2 separate regions of the Mus musculus genome follow, and region 2 is linked to region 1. A link is a contact called in public promoter capture Hi-C data. All regions are on one chromosome and are shown on one strand. Each heading gives the region's core, a stretch centred on a gene start, on an enhancer-like site or on the middle of the called end of the contact. The rest is flanking DNA. Distances are from core to core; before and after follow the strand shown. Region 1 holds the start of Nupr1l (nuclear protein transcriptional regulator 1 like). Region 2 overlaps Rabgef1 (RAB guanine nucleotide exchange factor (GEF) 1).

Region 1 (4,784 bases), core at 1,633-4,132:
GTTAGCAAACCAATTACCTCCTGAGCTTGTGATCGCCTCTTTATATGTCAGAGCCCAGAGAGTTGTGAACTGGAGACCAGTTACCTCCACAGTAACTGGAGCTGGAGGAGGGGAGGGAGAAAAAGCCAGAAGAGTTAAAATACATTCTTGCTGTGCTCTTTTAATTGAAAAACCCTAAAAAAGGCATACACACCAGGAAACTACTTACTTAACAATTAATTAGTGAGGAAAAACACTAGAGCAGTAAACTTAAAACCCTGTCAAAAAGTCCAGGTGACCAGCACGGAGGATCTTGGTTACAGCTGGAAAAGAGTTTTTAACAGGTCTTTCAGGTTTCCTGTAGGAAATAAGATGGAGACAAAAATCAGTGATTTCCCCCAAGTCGTAGGAAGAGCACTAGACACTAGAAGGGGTTTGTTTTCTCTCCTCTGGAGATGAGGTGGTTCACTCTTGCTCGTGAGATTCTGAAACTCACAATAATGCCCAGGCAGGACTCCAACTCAAGATCCTCCTGTCTCAGGTTCCTGAGTGAAAGGAAAAGAGGTCATAGTCACTAGTAGGTTGTTTTGTTTATATCTACACATATATATTTATATAGAATTTGTTTATTTTATATATGAGTACACTTGCTGTCTTCAGACACACCAGAAGAGGGCATCCTATTACAGATGGTTGTGAGGCACCATGTGGTTGCTGATAATTGAACTCAGGAACACTGGAAGAGCAGTCAGTGCTCTTAACCGCTGAGCCATCTCTCCAGCCATATATAAAGATGGCGTCTGGCTGGCCTCCAGCTCTGGGACTAAGGATAAGCATAACCAGGAACTTCCATGAACCTCTATCTCCCGAATATTAAGATGAGGGTCCTATTTACAGAGTGCCAGTGATTAATCCCAGAGTCTTATGCTTACTAAGTGAAAACTATCAACTCAACTGTGCTCTCAGCCTCCCCTTTCCTGTCTCCTATAGGTCAGGCTGGCCCCATACTATGTAGCCAATGGTCTCGAACTTTTTTTTTTTTTCCTGAGACAGGGTTTCTCTGTGTAGCCCTGGATGTTTTGGAGCCCTTCAGTAGACCAGGCTGGCCTCAAACTCAGAAATCTGCCTGCCCCTGCCTCCCAAGTGCTGGGATTAAAGGTGTGCGCCACCACCGCCCAGCAATCTTGAACTTTTAAATGTCTTGTTCATTTTTATGTGTTTAAGTGCGCGTATGTCTGTGTGATATACATGCAGCGTCCTCACAGGGCAGAATAGGGTGTTGGATCCCCCTTGAACTTGAGCTATGGACGGTAACGAGGCATCTAATACAGGTGCGGGGATCCTAAAAGGCAAGAGCTGCAAGGGCTCTTAATGGCTGAGCCATCTCTCCAGCCTCTGACCTTGAACTTCTGACCCACTCTTTCACTTTGCTAGTTCAAAGAGGCATAGAGGTGGGCACTATCATGCCCAGTTTCTGTCTGCTGGCTTGCTGGGTTTTGGTTCTGTCAACTCGACATAAACTAGAGTCATCTGGAAAGATACCTCTATTGTAAGACTGGTCAGAGACAAGTCAGTGCGGGGATTTTTCTCAACGCTCAGCTCACTGTGGGCGGTATCACCCGGGGCTGATAGTCCTGGGAGGTACAAGAAAGGTAACTGAACATGAACCTCTGGGAACTGTGCTTCCGGTTCCTGCCTCTGGGTTCCTGCCCTGACTTCAGGAAGGGCTGTAAGCTTTAAGGTGAAACAACCCCTTTCCTGCCCAAGTTGCAAGCAAAAGTTCACGGTGTTTATTACAGCAATTGGAAGCAAACAAGGAGGAGGGGCAGTTTTGTTTTGGGACAGTGCCTCAAAGAGTGTTCCTGGTTGGCCTCCAATTCCAGCGGTCTCCTGAGCACAGAGGCTGGAGATGGATTACAGGTGTGAGCCACCCTGCCAAGATGGATTTCCTCGGACATTTCCCTATATTTCCAATGTAGACTTTTCTCACACAATTGCAAACTTCCAAACGGTGGAGACTTTCACCAGCAGCCGGGAAACCCCTGGGTCGGGGATCGGGAGCCAGCACAGTTATGATTAACGCTGGGAAGTCTCAGAAGCAGATGACAGGTGAATATGGTGGCCAGACCTGTCATCTCAGGACTAGAGAAGCTGAGGCTTGCTACACACCATGGAATCCTGGGCTACGGGCATCATCAATAAAACAAAACCACACAGCAGGGAATCATGGCCCATGCTTGAAACTTTAGCATTTTAAGGTAAACGCTGGAGGGGTGATGAGTTCGAGGTCAGTTTAGGAGACAGTGTCAGAAATGAGAAGAAAAGGAAAGGAAAAGAGAAGAGAGTAAAAAAAGAATTGGACATTGTGGCTCATGTCTTAGCATCCCAGCCCATCCATGGAAGCTGGATGCAGGACAATCTGGAGTCCAAGGTAATCCTCTGCTACACACTGAGTTCGAGGCCGACCTGAGATATACATTCTACTCCCTACCCAACACCAATGGGCTCCGCCTGCCCATACCCGCTCAAGCGTGGCGTGTGCTCAGGCCAGGCGTGTGCGCGGCCGCGGTTGCAGCTGGCGCTGGCGCCGCTTGCGCTGCCCGTTGAGCAGTATCTGCGCCACCTTGCGCTCGTGGCCGCCGGGCACCGGGTAGTTGGTGCGTAGCTGCTGCTCGCGCCGCGTCCGGCCCTTGCTGCGTCCAGCCCCAGAGGCCGGGAAGTCACGCAGGTAGTAGTAATCCAGGCAGTCGTACACCTCCTCTTCGAAGCCGACGGTGGGCAGCGCCTCCGGCGGCGGCGGGCGGGCTCGAGTCCTTGGGCCGGAGACAGAAGGACGAGTTGGAGGGTCCATCGCCGATGCGCTCCGCCCGCCGCCGCCGCTGGTCACTCCGCCGGAATGCCCCACCCAGTGCTCCTATTGGCTCCGCTGTAGGGAGCGCTCTGTGACCTCACAGGGGGCGTGGCTTCCATGCTTCTTTGTTCCAGATGCGGAATTGTGTTTCTTCGCGGGGTCCGAATTGTAAATAAGTATAATAAACCTGGTTTCGCTGGTTAAAACCTGAAGGGACGGAATTGGGGAATGTGACTCAGTAGAGTGCTAGCATGCACAAAGGCCTGGGTTCCATCCCCATCACTGTATAAGTCAGGTGTGGTTGTGCACACACCTATAATCCTAACACTGCGATAAAAGACGAGGAGCTCTGGCCAAATGAATTTGCTAGCCTAGTTTGGGTTCATTTGTGCAAAAAGAAAACTGGCTTGCTGAATTGCTTTAACTTTGTTCTTGTGACAAGAAAATTCTCTTCACGACATTACTATTTCATTGTTATAACCAAATGTTTGGCAATAATCTGTTTAGGGAAGGTTATTTTTTTGGCTCATCGTTTGAGAATACAATCAGCTAAGACACGGTGGGCAGGATCTTGAGGCTACTTATTCAATCTGCATTCGTCCATTAGGAAGCAAAGAAAGGGGAATTCTAGCATCTTGCTTGTGTTTTTTTTTTTTTTTTTTTTTTGGTACCCCCCCCCCTCCATTTTTATTCAAGTTCCCAGCCTACTGATGATGCAGCTACATTCAAGGTGGGTTGTCTCTCTCCAATCTATAATCTCTGGAAATTCCCTCAACAAATCTACACAAAGGCATGCTTCATAAGTTAAGAAGACAGACTTACTAAACATCACAAGTAGCATGTTAGAGCCAAGGGGCTGGAGAGGGTTTAGTGGTTATGATCTTGCAGAGGATCTGGGTTCTACTCCCAACACTCACATGGTAGCTCAAAACTGTCTACATCTCCAGTCCCAGGGGACCTGAAGCCCTTTTCTGGCTTCCTGGGGCATACATACAAGCAGGCAAAACACTCATTCACACAAATAAATGCATGTAAATGTAAAAGTAATGTGTGTGCACATGGATGTTGTGAGACCCTGGCTTAAAGCATTTCTCCCTGAAAGGTAAACCCCTAAAACATTTCCCCAAGCTTGTTTTCCCTGATCTTTAAAAATACAGCTAGAAAGAAGCTCTTTGTTCTCTATAGCCAGCAAAAGGCTTTTTTGTTTCTATACTGTACAACCAGAGATGCCGGCCTTCCTGTGCCGAGGACACAGAGATAAAAATTCAGAAAGAACTCACTCCCCACTCCTGTCTTGTCACCAAGGACACCCGGAAGAGAAGAACTCCTCCCAACTCCTCCCAATTCCTCAGCTAGCTGTTAAAAGCCCCCTACTGTCACCTCTGGGGTCGAACTCCCCTGCCCTGCGAGGCTCCAGGGGTTCGTCCTCAGCTAGCTGATAATAAAACCTCTTGCAGCTTGCATCAGGTGTGGTTTTCTCTCGGGATGGTGGGGTGTTGGCCAGTTCATCCCAGGACTTGAATGGAGGCCCAGCATCCGGGGCCTTACAATGTCAGAGGATAGTTTTTGGAAATCTATTCTCTCCTCCCACCCAGTGGGTCCTGTGGGTTGAACTCAAAACCTCAAGCTTGGTAACACCCACCTTTATCTGATGAACTATCTGAATGGCCCCCACATGATTGTTTTAAAGAAAGACAATCATTAATAGATCTCATCCTTAAAGCAACACGGATATCGGACTTAACAAAGTATCTTGAGGATTAATCCCAGGGTCTCAAACGTACTAAGCACTACCACTTTGCTAATCCTCAGGCCAACAAAGTTTATCAATTTATCAGTGTACAACAGTAATTTTAGCATTTAGGAAGAAGCAAAGGCAGGCAGGACTCTGTGAATTCAAGGCCAGCTTTGTTTACATAGTAAGCGCCAGGCCAGCAAGGACTACATAAATGAG
Region 2 (4,784 bases), core at 1,634-4,133, 290 kb before region 1:
TCAAACTCAGGGGTCTGTCTCTGCCTCCCAAGTACTAAGATTAAAGGGTTTGCTACCACCCCTGGCTGTATCTTGTTTTATTTTTAGTTATGTGTACAAACGTGTGTGTATGTAGGGTATGCTCATAAGTGCAGAGCCAGCAGAGAGGTGAGTGTTGTGAAGCCTGTGTGTGTGTGTGTGTGTGTGTGTGTGTGTGTGTACATGAGTGCAGAGCCAGCAGAGAGGTGAGTGTTGTGAAGCCTCTGTGTGTGTATGTGTGTGTGTGTGTGTACATGAGTGCAGAGCCAGCAGACAGGTGAGTGTTGTGAAGCCTGTGTGTGTGTGTGTGTGTGTGTGTGTACATGAGTGCAGAGCCAGCAGACAAGTGAGTGTTGTGAAGCCTGTGTGTGTGTGTGTGTGTGTACATGAGTGCAGAGCCAGCAGACAGGTGAGTGTTGTGAAGCCTGTGTGTGTGTGTGTGTGTGTACATGAGTGCAGAGCCAGCAGACAGGTGAGTGTTGTGAAGCCTGTGTGTGTGTACATGAGTGCAGAGCCAGCAGAGAGGTGAGTGTTGTCAAACTTTTGGATCCCCAGAACAAGTAGAACCAGCTTCCTCCTGATTACTGAGCCATGTCTAGATAACCTTTTATAAGATTCTTTTATACAAGTTACATTCTAGCTTCTAATTTCCTTATTGAAAAAAAAAAATTCAGGTGTTGAAGGCTGAACTCAGAACTTTGTCATGAAGCCACACACGGCCTTTTCTGCACTTTTTTTACTCCATCCCCCCCTCCAACCTCGTTCTCTCTCAAGTTGGTATGGGGGGTGATTTATTTTTTAAGATTTATTTATTTTATGTATGTGAGTACACTGTCACTGTTTTCAGACACACCAGAAGAGGGCACTGGATCCCATTACGGATGGTTGTGAGCCACCATGTGGTTGCTGCGAATTGAACTCAGGACCTCTCGAAGAGCAATCAGTGATCTTAACCGCTGAGCCCTTTTCTTTTCTTTTCTTTTCTTTTCTTTTCTTTTCTTTTCTTTTCTTTTCTTTTCTTTTCTTTCCTTTCCTTTCCTTTCCTTTCCTTTCCTTTTCTTTCCTTTCCTTTTCTTTTTCCTTTCCTTTCTTTCTCTCTCCTCTCTCTCTCTCTCTCTCTCTCTCTTGTTTGTTTTTGAGATAGTTTCTCTGTGTATCCCCGCCTGTCCTAGAACTCACTCTATAGACCAAGCTAGCCAGGAACAAGAGATCCACCTGTCTGTGCCTCCTGAGGGTTGGAATCAAAGGCAGGGAGCCTTCTCCACATTCTTTTCACAGTTCTAGGGCTAAACCTAGGACCTGCTGTGTGCTAAGTAAGCTGTATTCCTGGACCACCTCCTCTGTTTTCTTAATTTCAGAATCTTTTTGTTGGTGGTTTTTTGAGACAGAGTTTCACTCTGTAGCCCAGGCTGACATGGAACTCATTATGTAGTTTAGGCTGGCTTCAAACTTGATCCTGTCCTAGATCTCCCAATCCTGCGAGATTACAGCAGCGATTCATGCAAGGATGTTACGTCAATCATGTGCCTGCTCTTCTCAGTACAGTGACAACATACATCCTGAAGACTATGACAAGGTTCAGTGACACATATTCAATCACAGAGACAGATGTGGTAGGATTACATGGTTAGAACCTCAGCAGTCAAGGGATTACAAGTTCAAGGTCAGAGTGAACTACAGAGTGAGACCCTGCCTCAAAAGAAAGGAAACCCAATAGGTGATAATGTAATTAAAAAGAAAAGAGGTGGTTGCTGGAAAGATGGCTCTGCGGTTAAGAATACTTGAAGGGTGGAGTTCTGTTCCCAGCACCCACGTCGCAGCTCATAACTGCCTGTAACTCCCATGCCAGGGGATTCAATCCTCTCTTCTGGCCTAGAGCAAATACCCACATTAAAAAAAGTAAGTCGTAAAAAAGAAAAACTGAGTGACTCTCCCATTAGAGCCCCCACAGCCCACGCATGCCTCTTAGGGTGCTTACTTTCTTCCGGAGTGCTCCACCCCATCCTTAAGCCTAAAATCTATTTCAAAATATCTTTACTAAACTAACTCTGCTTTTAAAACTGGAGATAAAATTAACAAGCTTCAAAAAATTAGCAAATAAAATTTTGTTGGATGGTTAAAGCATTATATAATGCAATATTGTGGTGGGTCTGAAATATGCAAGCATTGAAATTTCAGCCAGAAGTAATAATGTTCAGGAATTTTTTTAAAAACCTAAATGCAAATAAAGTGTTTCCTAACAGAGAACAAATAGCTGGGGAAGGCATTTAACACAGTTCTGAAAACAACTCTCTTGTCTTGGCCCTCACACAGAACAGGTTGTTCAACTCTGGCATTAACTAGGACTGGAAACAACAGGAACGATCCACATGGGACAGAAGCAGGAGTGTGTCACTGTTCTAGGCCTCAGCAACGTGGGAGAAAACAATCTGTGCAATGCCCAGGAACACAGCCCAGTGCAGCCGGGTCAGTGGGGCGGCTCCTACACAGCCCAGTGCAGCCGGGTCAGTGGGGTGGCCCCTACAAGCAGGGCTTACGTAGCATGCTGAAGAGGCACTAGAGTGATAGACAAAGTCTAAGTGGGGTAAAGGTTTGCAAACACATTTGAAGAATTCAAAGTGCACCTTAATCTAAGTGCATTTCAAATCTCCAAGAACCGTTCCCTACGTTGTATTTAATAAATTTATCTGAGTATTGTCGTAAAGCTAGAGTATGTGACTTCAGACATAAATAGTAAGTTTTATAACCTGGAGTCAAAGGCCAGTAGAGATTCCTTCAAACACCTGGAGAGGTAGCCCGATGGATAAAGGCACTTGCTGCCAAGCCTGGTGACTCAAATTTGATCCCTGAGCCCCACATGGTAGAGGTGAGAGCAGACTCCTGACAGTCATCCTCTGACCTCTAAATACCCATGCCTACCTACAAGCACACACACACACAATCAACCAATCAATGCAATTTTAAAAATCCACCTGAGCTGTATCTGGATGTTGCCCATCATGCTAGACACCAAAGATACACAAGACACATGAACAACTGGACCCCTTACCACAAAACACTTGGCGCTAGTATAAAAGAAAATTAGCTGCACAGTAGTTCTTAAGTCAGGAGGAATTTGAAGCTTATCAGGTCTCCAGCACCAATTAGTGATGCTCTGAACACACAGCATAGTGTTCCTGTTTGTTTTTTTTTTTTCTATTTCCTTTTTATTTGAGACAGTGTTGCGCCGGGCGTGGTGGCGCACGCCTTTAATCCCAGCACTTGGGAGGCAGAGGCAGGTGGATTTCTGAGTTCCAGGCCAGCCTGGTCTACAGAGTGAGTTCCAGGATAGCCAGGGCTACACAGAGAAACCCTGTCTCAAAAAAAAAAACAAACCCCCTCCCCCCCCCCAAAAAAAAGAAAGAAAGAGACAGTGTTGCACTGTGCAGCCCTGGCTAGCCTAGAACTTACTATGTAGACCACTAAACTTAAACACAGAGATCCGCCTGTCTCTGCCTCTAAACTGCTGTTACTAAAGGTGTGCATCACTATGCTAGACTTGCTTCTTTATTTTCAGACTCACTAAAAAGTCAATTAAGTGCTTAAAGAATAAGGGTAGTTTATGCTTCTCAGAAGAAGAAAAACCCAAGCTGATCAGTGTTTCTGTAGATACAATATAAACACAGTAGTATATATTCTGTACATACTACAGTGTAATACAACTTTATCAGAGGTGTCCTCTTGACACTGCAAAAACAACCTCAAACTTGACTTTTCACACATTCAAGCCTATCCCTCCCCTCACACACCTCAGTGTCATTACACACACACACACACACACACACACACACACACACACACACACCTCAGTGGCAGCTTGCTTCAACTCCAAATGTCACTGTTTCTTCATAAACACTTAAAGTAAAAGATACAGTCTTTCTAACACGGGGTCACAACACCCCCGAAGAGCAAGAAGGAAAGCCCTTTCTTGGAGCACCGAATCTTAGAACATTTGGGGGCATGGCCACAGCAGCTGCTTGTTGATCGCCGTTCCCTCCCCTCTCTGTAAGCTCTCTTCCCCTCACAGAAGGCACTGGTAGAGCTAGTTGAGTTTAATATGGTAGAAGTGAAAAAACTTCAGTTTTTCTTACAAAATGATTCCTTTCACAAATAGTTTTATGAATTATGAGAACTAAAATTACAGATAAGAAACTTTGGACTAAAGACACAGGTGTGATGGAGCATTGTGGCAAATGACACCCCTAAATGGCAGCAGCATCCCAGAGGCTATGGAGGGGGCAGGGAGGGGGGGGGGGTCTCAAGTCGAAGGCCAGTCTCAGCCATATGGCAAGCATGACCGGGACCCCACCTCAAAACCTCACAAAATAACCCCCTACAGGCATGATGGTGTGTTTCCACAATCCTAGCACTGTGCCAGCTGAGGCAGGAACCAGGGAGCTGAAGACTAGCCTGGGCTACAGTGAGAGGCATGTGGAAGCCACAGCTCTGGTTCACTTTGAAAACTCTAGCAAGCTAACCAGACCACTGTTTTGTTTGCCTTTCACCATCCTTCATCTACAAAACAACGGGACTGAAACTGTAGCCACCAAGGTTCCTTTCACCTCTACACTCTCTTTCCTTCTCTAAACAAACACAGAGAAGCATACTAAAACTCTGCATTGACAACAGGCTTGGTGGCCACACCTTTAGCTCGAAGGTGGATCTCTGTGAGTTCAGGTCAGCCCGGTATATATAGTGAGTTCCAGGCCAGCCAACTCTATAACAGT

Evidence for each region. Promoter capture Hi-C pulls out the DNA fragments that hold promoters and counts their contacts.
Region 2: a promoter capture Hi-C map of liver shows a contact between it and region 1. The contact joins the enhancer-like site here to the promoter of Nupr1l in region 1. A contact is called at or near these places in 12 of 39 promoter capture datasets (the 3T3-L1 cell line, 3T3-L1-derived adipocytes, the C10 cell line and 7 more), 1 of 484 Hi-C or Micro-C datasets (B cells), 2 of 115 datasets of contacts at active chromatin or transcription factors (the 230-238 cell line and bone marrow-derived macrophages) and 2 of 9 other capture datasets (adipose tissue and liver).

The regions. Positions count from the first base shown.
Region 1 is chr5:129,906,638-129,911,421 of GRCm38.p6, reverse strand. Nupr1l (nuclear protein transcriptional regulator 1 like) reads right to left here and starts at 2,882. Exons shown (of 3, transcript NM_026916.3): 1 at 2,501-2,882; 2 at 476-524; 3 at 141-337. The coding sequence starts at 2,830. The coding sequence ends at 2,522. It also overlaps a transcript of Zbed5 not described here.
Region 2 is chr5:130,198,485-130,203,268 of GRCm38.p6, reverse strand. The region is part of intron 4 of Rabgef1 (RAB guanine nucleotide exchange factor (GEF) 1); the gene reads right to left. Among named protein-coding and RNA genes, the nearest start is that of Tmem248, 21 kb to the left of the region's middle. Within about 2 kb of position 2,883, at least 20 of the 459 cell types and tissues checked have an H3K27ac peak or open chromatin away from gene starts, as enhancers often do. A contact at or near this core is called in 3T3-L1-derived adipocytes, adipose tissue and liver, where this site is marked.